2 separate regions of the Mus musculus genome follow, and region 2 is linked to region 1. A link is a contact called in public HiChIP or PLAC-seq data. All regions are on one chromosome and are shown on one strand. The core of a region is the stretch at or near the end of the contact, and the rest is flanking DNA. Distances in the headings are between cores, read along the strand shown.

What was found. HiChIP or PLAC-seq counts read pairs in DNA pulled down with a chosen protein or histone mark.
Region 2: a contact with region 1 is called in an H3K27ac HiChIP or PLAC-seq map of heart atrium, with 5 read pairs. The contact joins two enhancer-like sites. A contact is called at or near these places in 2 of 484 Hi-C or Micro-C datasets (embryonic stem cells and nephron progenitors) and 1 of 115 datasets of contacts at active chromatin or transcription factors (heart atrium).

The regions. Positions count from the first base shown.
Region 1 is chr11:65,224,768-65,230,718 of GRCm38.p6, reverse strand. The region is part of intron 2 of Myocd (myocardin); the gene reads left to right. Among named protein-coding and RNA genes, the nearest start is that of Gm30586, 42 kb to the left of the region's middle. Within about 2 kb of position 3,813, at least 17 of the 459 cell types and tissues checked have an H3K27ac peak or open chromatin away from gene starts, as enhancers often do. A contact at or near this core is called in heart atrium, where this site is marked.
Region 2 is chr11:65,365,022-65,371,489 of GRCm38.p6, reverse strand. No RefSeq gene overlaps it. Among named protein-coding and RNA genes, the nearest start is that of Gm12295, 80 kb to the right of the region's middle. Within about 2 kb of position 5,174, at least 76 of the 459 cell types and tissues checked have an H3K27ac peak or open chromatin away from gene starts, as enhancers often do. A contact at or near this core is called in heart atrium, where this site is marked.

The sequences.
Region 1 (5,951 bases), core at 2,564-5,063:
TCAATTAGAAAGCTGAAGTGTAGCTCATGACATAGCAGCCACCTCTCACAAAAAAAAAAAAAAAAAAAAAAAAGGGACCCTGGCCTCCATCCCATGTACTGTGAAGACTCTCTGGGAAAAGTTAAGAATGATTAATGGTCCCAATGAGATGTGTTACTGTGACCAACTATGAATGACAAACTCCACTACCTAGACTCTGTCTCTGTCAGATCCCACCTTTTTTCAAAGTGATGATTAAACTCTATGGTTTCTCCTCTCTGACTCCAATGAGCTGAGATGTACCTTCCAGTTGTCGAGCCCACCTAGCTCAACAGGACTCAATGCCCTTCCTCCTTTTCATGGTCATGCACTGGACAGGCAGGCTTTGAGGTCACTGCTAAGTAATAAACAATCCACACCAATAGCAACAACATGGGTCTTTGTTTTTGTTGTCCAATTCCTCCAGTCACTTTGAAAAGCATCTACTTTGTCCCTGTTTGTATGAGTTTAGGTTTCTCGCCCTTCCGGTGCGTTGGATGAAATTAAATATACCAACTTTTGAGTAAAAGTGAAGGCAGATGTCTTCTTAGGCCGATATAGAACCTTAGAAGAACTTAAGTAATGAGAAAGGTGTTCTTTGGCTCCGACTGGGAGGCTGAGCCACACCCTAAGTTAGCTTTCAAGAGTGAGTTGTGAAGCGCATACTTTCCAAAAGCCATGAACGCTAAAGCTTTATGATTCAGACTTATCTCCACATATGATTCTCACAATGGAACTGCCTGACTCTCCATGGAAGCTTGGGTTTGGAAGGTTGTCTTCACTGGCCTGCAGGCTCACGAGCAGGTTCCTTGTTTCCTTTGGAAACATCAAAGGAGAGCAGTACTCATCCATTTCCTCCCGATACTTCTCACCCTGAGCATCACTTGCCCATGGCTGATGCTCTTTTATTTTTAAACATTTTATTATTCCTTTAGCGGTTGCATCAAGAGTTTTGTTTGTAATCACGTTCCCTCTTCCAACTCTTCCCAGAAACACCCCAGCTTCCCTAGCCAACTTCTTGTTGTTTCATTTAAACCCATAAAGACCAGTTTGTGATGCTCACACATTCTTGGATAGGTAGGCTTCCAGCGGAGCATTTTTGACTTACCAAGGGGCTACAGTCTTAGAGAAAACCATCTCCCCGTCTCCTTTCAGCTGGCAGTTGTCAATCATTTCAGTGCTAGATAGGGAATTTCATGCTCTACTCCCGTCTCTGTGCTAGGATTTGGTCTGGCTTGGGTTTGCTCCAGTCTGATTCAATGGCTTCAGTGGCTCCATCTCATTCTGACCCCTTCCAAATCCCTCGGATAAAAGATTCTCAGCCTTCAGAATTAGATACATTAAAATGCCCCTAGAGCCATGAGTATCTATTAGGAGTAAGGCTGTAGGTAGGGCATAAACATGGGAATCAGACACAGTTTCTGAGTCAATGGACTTGCAGTCTATAGGGAGCTCCAAATAGCCCTCATTTAACTGTTTCTATTGACAACTTGGGGAAAGTGTAGAACCCACAATGAGTGTGAGTACCTGGGGATTTGAAGGAGGAACCTGAATGTTCCCTCTTTCTCTGTTACTAAGGAGCATCTATTGGGAGCAAGCTCAGCGAGTACAGAATACAGCTGTCTTCCTGGGATGGAAGAGAAGAGGAAAGGAACTGGAATGGGTTTTAGAGGACCTGGGGACCAGAGCGTTCATTCTGTGTCCACAGTTTCAGATAAAGCCATCTCTGCCTTGAGTGGGGTTTCTGGGCAGCTTAAGTCCAGTGATCTGATCAATGTAAATGAATGTCAAGGTACAAGGAGCTGTCTATGAATGGTGCTGCCTTTATTTGTTTTGCAGACTAATCCAAGCTACATCAGCCACATACTTACTGCAAAGCCTTGGTAAACCCCTGAACTCTGTGGCACTCCTGAATAGCCAGAAGAATGACGGGCCCTCCCCGCACCCACTGCCCTTGCAGATTCACCATAGTTTTGAGACATCCACTGGATAGATCTCTGCCTTTTCTCAGTGCATCAGCTGACTTGGCTCCCCCCCCCCCACACCACCTACCACACACTACTGGCTGCCTGAGCAGAACACGGCACAAGGGGATTAATCTGTCTGCCTCTTCCTTTCTCCCTAACATCTCTCTGCCCCCCCCCCCAGAACTAGGGAAAGGTACCCTGAACTCTCATGCCAAGCTGGACCAATTCTGACTTCTCTTTTGTCTTTTACCTCTCCTTCAATTTCCCAGTTGCCTGTTTCTTAAAAAGTAGAAAACCAGTCTACTTAGAGGCTGGCTTTGAATTTGTTTTTATATCCAGTAGGGAAGAAATTCCAAAGTATTTCATGTTGGGTCAGACTCTATACATGTATAAACCAGATATTAAATGCCCCCAGCTACACTGAGCAAAGATATTGTTTTCAAACACTTAGGACTAAAATTTGGGCACAGATGAGCAATTTATTATCAAGTGCCCCCCCCCAGAGAGATATAGAAATAGAGATAGAGAGGCAGATAGTTCATAGAAAAATAATATCCAAGTTATCATCTACATGTAGCCTGTAACCTGATTGCTCAGGGGAGCATCCTCAAGGTCCTTTCAAAGCAAAGCAGAGTGTGCAAACACTTTGAAGTCCATTTTGTAAGTGGGAAGCCAAAGGTGCAAAAAAACCCTACTGGGTTAGTCCAAGGTTAAGCCAACGAGGAGAAGCCTCAATTAAATAGTTCCTAAATTCTCAGGTGCCCAGGATCCCTTTAATCAGACAGCATTGTGAGTCTCATGTTTGAAATAACTGTCTCTTCCCCAAGGAGTACTCTCCAGTAGCGCGCTGGAGATTGGCACAGCAGCTAAGAGGCACTGGGCTACTCTTCCAGAGGACCTAGGCTCAATTTCCCAGCACCCAGATGATAGTGCACAGTCCTCTGTAACTCCAGTTCCAGGGAATCTAATGCCCTTTTCTGGCCTCTACAAGCACCAGGCATACACATGGTGCACAGGCATATATCCAGGCAGAACATCCATACACATAAAATTTAAAAACCCTAATAAATATTATTAATTCATATCTCTAATTTCAAATAATAAATGAGTAAATGCTTTTTCACAGGAGCTAGCATTTTTATACATTGCTATGACTCCAGGCAGCAATGACCTGAGAGGCGGTGTTATTCACCTGAGCATCCTTTCTAGGGGTGGACTCTACCTCTTCCTTCATTTTTTTAACAGTACTGAAAATCAGCCCCTGACAATCCCCATCCAGCGCTTCTCTTCAGAACTCGCTGTTTCGTTGAGACCTTCCATAGGAGGTTGTACTGGCCTTACAAGCTTCACCAATGTTCTTAAACCTGAGCATCAACACCATGTGGGGGATTTGTTCAAATCTGTTTCTATGCTTCACCCCTAGAATTGTACAGGCTGTGGTTCAGAGTTAGGAGGGCTGGAACGTTTCTAACAGTCTCCCAAATGATGCTGGTAATTGCTAGTCCCAGGGCCTGCACATAGAACTGAGGCGCAACCCAATGTAGCCCTTGGCATCTGCCTCTTTCTCTATTCAGTGGAGTAATATAAAGTACTAGGAGTTCTCCTTGGGCCTGGTTTTGAGAAATTCCCTAGAGGAGAGTTAGCCACATGCCTGCTGGACTGTCGATCAACACCAGAGCCCCGCCCTGTGCAAAACAGCCCTCCTCGGTCTGGAAATGAGTTCTCAGAATCCCGGGCCTCTTTTTTCTTCATTGCATCTCTTTGGAGGCCTGAAGTCAGAGTGGAACAGAAAGACTGCAGGAGGCCTGTTCTTATCTAGGCGAATGTTTATCCACACAGCTGACCCAAATTAGCTGGAGCTGTAGGGACAGAAATAGGAATGGCCTGCGACTAAGGCTGAGGCGAGAACGTGAATTCCCCTGCGAGGAGCGATTAATCTTCCTCCAGGGGGAACAAGTCAGATGTGTGGCTGACTGGATTTATAGTCGAATTCTAATTTGAAATCACATGGACTTATTTTTTTAATTTAGAAACCCAAATTCCTTTTCCATCTTAAATGTCAGTGTCCTTTAAATACGAAAATTTGCCATCTGATACTCCCTGGGCTGGCAGGAGAAGTGGTCCTTTGTGTATTTAAAAAAAAAAATCAACCGAGGGAGGCATTATGGTTTTTGGAGGCCTTCAGGGGAAATGGCTAGAGCCCACATTCTCTGGAGTCACAAAGAAGGCAAACCTCAACCCCAGAGCCACCGCAGGGGAGCTTTACATAGTGTGACCTCAAGCTGGTGCCCCATAGCACACCCAACCCCCATGGTAAACTCAGAGGAGAGCATCTATTGATGGGGGCAGCATGCAGACCTCTTTGTATTCTTCCCAAGACCTCAAGCATAGCTTTCTACCCTATGGTAGAGGCTCTGGAAAAATTTCCCAGTTCCAAACATCAGAGAACTAAACTGTGTCAATCACTCCACCAGAGAGGTAGCATCATGCGTTGCTTTGTAAAGCCAAACCAGGAAATGGCAGTGCTTTTCAAGGACGTGACAATCTCTACAAGTGAGACCTGAAGAATCTCAAGGATGCAGAGTCAGGAAATTCCCTCTCAGGTCTCAAACCCAATTAGAACCAACTGAGCAGACCAGCAAAAAGGCACAGTGACTACAGGCATTTTCTTCACAAATCTGATAACCTGAGTCTAATGCCCAGAGCTCACACAATGGTGGAGAGAGACAGCTGACCCCACAGTGTTGCCTTCTGACTTCCACACTTGTGCCTCAGGATACGTGCCTCCACGGGCATGGCATACATACAAATGCACACACAATAGTAACAAAATGAAGTAAAAAACAAAACAAAACACATTTTGCTTAGAATGTGGGTGATATCAGAAGGCTGCCATACTGTGCCCTTTAAGGAACCCCTCCAGGAAAAACAACTTATTCTTCCTGATTATTTAGTGAAGATCCTTTCAGAATCAGTTCCTTTACTGCGGATGAAAGTTACTTAGCCATGTCTAACATGTCATGCTTAATTCCATGAACACCAGTTGAGAGGACAGAGGTAAAGGCCTATGGGTGCAGAGCTTACCCATCACAGAGGCCTAAGTAGACCTTGTGACCTGGCAGCCTGGTGAGGGAGAACCTCTCCATACATGCCCAGCGTAAATGTCCAGGGATCAAATGTGAGAAAAGGCAAGACTCCCTCGCAAAGGTACCTAGATTCCTGTCAAAGAAAATGCATGAACCGCAGTAGTGATACACATTTGTTTCTCAGAATCACTTGGCTGGGAAAAGGTGAGGAAGAGATGGGTGCCTACAATAAAGTATGGCAGGGAGGCCCACTTACAACTGAAACTGACAAAAAGAAGCTGGATAGTCAATGTCCAGGTCACGGTGGAATGTTATAGTCAGCTAAGTTTTCATTCCCTTTCCATTGAGAAAAAGCCTCTAGCTCCAAATCAAAGTGAGAAGAAATATCAACAAAATTAGGTACAAAGCAGCCACCAGGGACAATTTGGGCATGGCTTTTTGCCAGCATTGTTAATGTGGGAATGAGGCAGAGAAGTTGATAGAGCGTGCCTCGTTAACATCCCAAACAGCATCCTACATAGAACGTACTGTAACCAAGCACCACTATGGTACCTACCAGGTCATGTCAGCTTGACCTCCACCAGGTCGCAGAGGAGCTGGGCTTCATTTCATGCAGTCTTCAAGGCTGAATGTGCAGTTATGGGTACAGACACCCGTGCACACATGCATGCACGTGCACACACACACATACACAGTCACACACACACACACACACACACACACACACACACACACACACACATATACACTGACCTTGCCAGGAAACTAATTCAAGATTTTGAAGACAGCTTTCTTGCCTGTGGTGTAAGAGTAGACACTTGCTAGAGTATTTGTAGAATCTGGCTATGTTTCATAAGCATATCCAGACTTACAATTGATG
Region 2 (6,468 bases), core at 3,925-6,424, 140 kb before region 1:
TGAGAAAAGTCTGTTGATGTCCATGGCTCCACACTTCACCTATAGGAGTTACTCCCTGAGAAATCTCAAGAATCTAGGCTGCAATAGCAAGGCTACGAGGAGCCAGGAAGAGCCAGCAGTCTGCTCACAGGACACCTTCAGGGACTGTGTGAATTTCTGCAAGATCCCCACACACTAGTTCAGCATTGTAAGCCCAGGCCAGGCTAGAGCATGACTCAAATCTATATGTTTTGTCTGTCATGTGCTATGTGCAGAGGCCAAGAGCAAAAGCTAGGAAAAGAAAATGCCCCCATCAACTTCACCTGTACACAAGTCTGTGGGGGCATTTTCTTGATAATGACTGAAGTGGGAGGAGCCAGCTCACTGTGGGCAGTGCTACCACCCCCTGGTCGAGTAGCTCTGGGTTATATGATGAAAATGAGTCATGGGGAGCAAGGCAGTAAGCAGCACTCCTTCACGGCCTCTGCTTCAGGTCCTGCCTTCAGGTTCCTGTCCTGCTTGAGTTGATTCCTTGACTTTCCTCAATGGTGGGCCGTTACCTGGAAGTGTAAGATGAAATAACCCTTTTCTTTCTCAGCTTGGTTTTCATGAGTGCTTTTATCACAGTAGCAGAAACTCTACCTAGGATCGAGGCCCCATGAACGTAGCAGAAGGCTGTTGAGACCCTGGGCAGAAACAGTTCTGATCCCTTATAAGAACTTCTGTCAGAGAGGCAGAGAGTTCTAAGAGTGTTTGCGAAGCTGGTTATGTCAAATAGGATTTTCTCCCACTTTCTGATTTTATACATTGCATCTCACTTAAAACACAACTCCATCATGTGCCTCATAGAAAGAAGCACTCTGTGTAAGGCAAGGCATCTGCAAGCCCAGCAATGCAGAGCAGTAGATGGGCACCTGCCCAGGGACAGGCATGAGCCCAACAGGCATGCTTTATACTCAGAGACATATGAAACCTTGGAGAGTGCCAAACCATGTATGTACACATACATTACACTTTTCCCCAGGCACAGCTATCTATAAGAAAGACTAATTTATGACTTATATAAAGCGATGGGTCAGCAACAACAAAACGGAACAATCATACCAACATACTCTAATAAAATGTCTACGACTATGGTCTGCCTGCCTCTCACTCTCATGACAGGTGTCATAGGCACAGACACTGGGATATTGCCGCAGTTCATCTGAGAACAAAGCAGGCGGTAAGTGCCTAACAGGAGGGTAGCGTATACACTGTGAACACGCTGACCAGAGGACGAGTCACGGCATCGGCATGGGAATCTGCTACTTAACATCTAAGTACTGTTCCTTTCTGTTATTTTCCATTTAGTATTTCCGACTGAAATTTACCCTGGGTGTCTGAAGCTGTGGTAACTGGAGCTGCTGGAATAGGGGTGAGACTATCACGGTAGCCATGTGTGGTCTATCTTCACGTTTGACAGGTTGCCTGAGTCCTGATTAAAACCAAGGCGCTCTTGGATTTTTATGTCATGGCCGAACAGTGGGTGGTTGCATGCGACTTAGGTCATGACCTGGCTCCTCACTTAGCATGACCACACTCCACCCATAAGGTGAAGACGACAAATCAGGATGCTGTGACTTTTTCCTCTCCCGTGGTTTACAGGAGGCTTAGATAAGTTAAGATGTTTGGAACAGGAACAGTTAAATGAAAATGTATTGTACCGTTATTGGCTACAGTGTTCCAGCCGACGGCTGCATACAGCAGGGCACACTTGGATATTGAGCAGCTGCCTGATTTGAGGCAATGACTCTGTCATTCTCTCCCTTTCTCTCTAACTGATCAACTCCCATAGAGTCAGGTGGACGAGACTGAGAGCTTCCGGTGTTGGGTGATGATGTGAGCTGGTTTTCTGAAATATGAAATCCAACTCCATACATCCTCTTCTCACTTCTGCGAGATGCTCAGTTTTTCTCTTTGTCACCCTGTCTCGGACAGTTCACACAGACTTGGTTTACCATACCACCATTCCCATGGTGTTGTGCCGATGCCACAGCTCATCCTCTGGTCAGCGTGTTCACAGTGTATATGCTACCCACCTGTTAGGCACTCCTTGCCAGCTTTGTTCTCAGATGGACTGTTCCACCATTCTACCTAGCAGGAGTCTCCGGCTAAAACTGGACCATGTGTCAATTCTTACGCCCACCCCCTGCTCATCTCCAAAGCCTGGAGTCCTGTGGTCTGTCTGAGGCTGCCACTGAGTCTCACCTTTTGTTGTTGTTGTAGAGGACATGGACTGGGTTTTCCATGTCAATATTTCTCTAGATGGAGATGCCAGACTCTCTCAACATTTCCAAAATGTTCTATTGCTTCCTGAGAGGCCATCCATAATAGCTACATCCCTTCTAGGAAAGAGCAGTCTTTCTGTACCTCTCATCTCCTTTTGTTTCAGCATTGCAGGGATGGTACCCTCCATCCCCATTGTTCTCTCTTGGTCTTCCAACATCTGAACAATCAAGTCCCAGGTTAGATCTTGCTTGTTTGGAATACTAGTGTACTTTCTATCTTCCTGACTGTATGCTGACTGACAAAAACGTTAGAAGTCCTCAATCATGGGGTACAATGCTCCCACTGATGGTCTCGTCCTCCCTCACAAGATCTCATATGGGAAGAGACCTCTGTGAGTATCATTACATCATATAAGACAGCTGGCTTCTGCCATTTGGGCTCCATGGCATGAACACATGTGCCACTTTCAAAAGCCAGCATGGGTATGTCCGAGGATGTTCAGCTCTGATTAATAGCAAGTCTCAGTCACTTCCACAGATAAAGCCATGCATGCACTGTGATATGTGATAAAACGTGCATTTTAACAGAAGTACTTAAAGTTCCACCCAAAATATAAAAGATAGACAATGATGAACACATGCATGTGTGTAGAACACGTACATCATTACACTCCTGGTTCTATCAGTTCTTCTACTTCACAATTATCTACATTTGCCTTTTCACATATATAAGGCTAGCAAGTAGAAAATCAGGGAACCAGCCAAGCAGGACTGTTTGTATCCCTAGCAATGTTTCTACAGGGATCAGGAAGCAGAGCCCCCAAGCATCACTGCATTTGGGAAGTTTACAAAATAGGCTCAAGGGTCTCACTGGACCGCCTGCTCTACCTGCTTGGCTTGGAAGATCCAGGAACGTGTTTCCAGGTTCCTTGAAGCCTCCCCCATCCAGCTGCCTGATAGGCTCCCCCAGGTATGGAGCTGCCCCCCGACCTGGGGCAGAGTTCAGCCCCCGGTTAGGACTCCTGGGCTTCTCTTTCCTTCTTGGACTTTCCCCTCCCCTGAAGAAGAAAGTTATTTTCAAGCCTCCATCTGTTTTGTGTTTAACGTGCAGAAAGGTTGCACATTTTCAGGGACCTTGTTCATAAGCAGTAGATTGTACAACAGTTTATTACACAAGTGGAGGGTTTTATGGCTGGCCTTTGTTGAGCTGCCAACTGGGAGAGAGAACATAATGTGCTTAGCCGTCCCTATCAGGAAAAATGAGAGAGTATTACATACCAGTCAAATCGCTGCACATCGAGAAGCTGGTAACCAAGCCCAGAACCCCTGGAGCACAGCTGGTGGGGAGGGGTTTGCTCATTAATAGGATTTTTTACATCCATAATTTTTCTTCAAGTCACTTATGTCACAGGACGGGGTCCTGAATTGCATAAGACATGTATTAATGGCAGAATGAAGGTTCCATCAAGATAATATTTTAAATCTGACCCTTGTCAATACAAGGTATCAAACTAGACTCTGGAAAAAGCAGGGGCTAGGGGGTGTGCATGTGTGTATGTGCATGGTGTGTGTGTGTGTGTGTGTGTGTGTGTGTGTGGTATATGCTTGGTGTGCATATGTGTGATGTATAGGGTGTGTATATATGTGATATGTGTTTGGTTGTATGTATAGGGTATGTATAAATGTGTGTATTGTGGCATGTATGTATATGTGTCTGTGTGTATATGTATGCAGTGACTGTATTTATGGGTACCCAATTTTAATTACATCAAAATGTTGAGAGCATCAGTTATGTCAACGTACTTCAGACTTACTAAGCTTCACCCCCACCTAAGACTGTACCTTATGTGGTCCTAGGAGAGACTGCTTCTCAGTAGCGCTTTGCTCCCAGCTAGAAAGTGAGCTGACCCTGCTGGGATGCTGTGTTTCCGAACAATTCCACTGTAACAGACCCCTGCTAATGGAGTCTCATGAAAGCTACTTTCCCCAATTCAGACTGTCCCATAGAGACTTAAGGTATGGACCCTGGAAGTGTTCTTGTCTAAAAGTGCTCAGTAAAGACTCCACCCCGTGAGAAGAGATGGAGTGCAATCTCAGAGTGGGCAGAGGTGTCGTTAAGTTCTGCAGGCAATTCTGGTTCAGGCGGGCAGGCCCACAGCCACATTTTACTGGTCGAGAACAGGGAGCTTGGAGCACTGGCTGTCCACAAGAAGTGACTCACGGCATTAAATCTCCTTTCCAGTGAGGGTTTTCTCTCCAGTCTCCTGCAGCTATAACTTCCTGTCCTAACTTCTAACCCTTCACTGTGAAAGCAGCATTCCAGAACCAAACCAAGCCTTGACTTGGCATGCACCCAGATACACCACAACTACTATCAGAAGCAGCAACAGGGTGTCCCCAGGAACACAAAAGTGGCCCAGTGGACCACAGGAGAAAGTTAAAAGTAGTCAAAAGACTCCCTCTCTCCTTGCTCCAGCTGGTTCACAGAGAAGGGAGTTGGGAAATGAGCCCGGGCCTGAGAGAATTCTAGCTGGTTCTCACTAGGAGCTGTCCTGAGAAGCCTGTTGGTTTAGTGCAGTGGTTCTCAACCTTCCTAATGCTGTGACCCTTTAATACAGTTCTGAATGTTGTGGTGACCCCCCTCCCCCCATCTATAAAGTTATTTTTGTTGCTACTTCATAACTGTAATTTTGCTACTATTAGGAATCATGATGTAAATAACTGTGGGGTTTTTATGTTTGTTTGGTTGGTTTGTTTTTGGTTTTGTTTTTGTTTTTTGATAGTCTTAGGCTACCCCCATGAAAAGGTCATTTGACCTTCAAGGGGGGGTCACCACCCCCAGGCTGAGAACCACTGGTTCAGACAAAGCAATCTGAGTGTGTGCCTGTCTTCTGACTCACATGAATGGCTCCTGCATCTCTTCACAGAGTGTTCCACATTGGACTTTAAATTCTATGACTCCCTTCCTCTGTATCAGCTCTACAGAGAATGCTCTACACACTGTCATTGAAAGTTTCTCTCTCAGGCTGACAATCCCAAGGCGTCTAACCATGCTGAGTCTGAGACTGATAAACAACACACTGTATCTGATAGACAGCTAATACCCCAGGGAGGGCATTGGTCAGTAGCCTTGGGCATCTCAGCCTAATCACCCTTGCTTTAATGCCACTTAAATCAGAGTGTAAGCACTGAAGGAATTTGAGGAATTCAATGATATAAATTGTATTTTTAGAGCTGTGAATGACGCGAGCCAGTAAGACGGTGTGGGTACTAAAGATAGCACTCACTGGTTTTCCCAGGATTTATCACAGACAGGTTCACAGCAGGTTGAGATGGCTGCGGTGACATCCGTGCTGGCACGTTTTTATGAGCAACCATTCGTAACGAACGTACTTGCCACAAAGCATAATTTCCATGACACCAAGCTGATTCACAGGCAGTTTTCTTTCTGCACAACAACACGGCTGAAGGACGGCTTGGTGGAGGCAGACTCCGTTTCCTAAGGGCTTATCCCAAGTTAGAGTTCAGAGGGAAGGGAATAGAACGCGACTTGTCCACCAAACAAAATGTAAGTACATCCTCACAAGACACTCTCTCTTGTAGAAGAATAAAGATTCATTATAGGACAGGGTGGGCTGTGCCTCAGAGAGTTGGCCTTTATAGGTAATACTTCTTACAATTAATACTAATACAATGCTTTTTTTCCCCCTTTATTTACTTCCTACTTGTCTGCTAAGGCTCCTTTGTTTTTAATTATCACTAAAAAAAGCAATTTTTCTACTCTGTACTTAAAGGCTATAGCATGTGGATAGCTAAAAAATAAAAAAAAGTAGCCTCATAGCTTTATTGAATAGACTAGAATCAATGACCATGGCTACTCAGAGGCCCCACTCTCAGCTGTGTAAAAAATACAACTTGCCTTATTTCTCTGTAACTCTCTTTAATTTCTACATTGAATTCCAATTTGGCTTAGTTATGGAGATATAATCTTAGTTAAATAGGAGGATGTCCTCATCTAAACCCTAGGGACAGGGACGACATAAGATGCTATCACCTCCCACCTTGTCTGGTAGCTGTCTTGCTGTCCCACCCAGGGTGACTGGACCATGGAGCAGGTGGTGAGAGGGGCGGCATCCTTCCCAAAGATGCTTCTCTGGCCCTTCTTCTTCTGTGATTTGAAGAGTCTGGCCTGGAGCAAAAGGCTTCCAGCTTCTCATCTAAT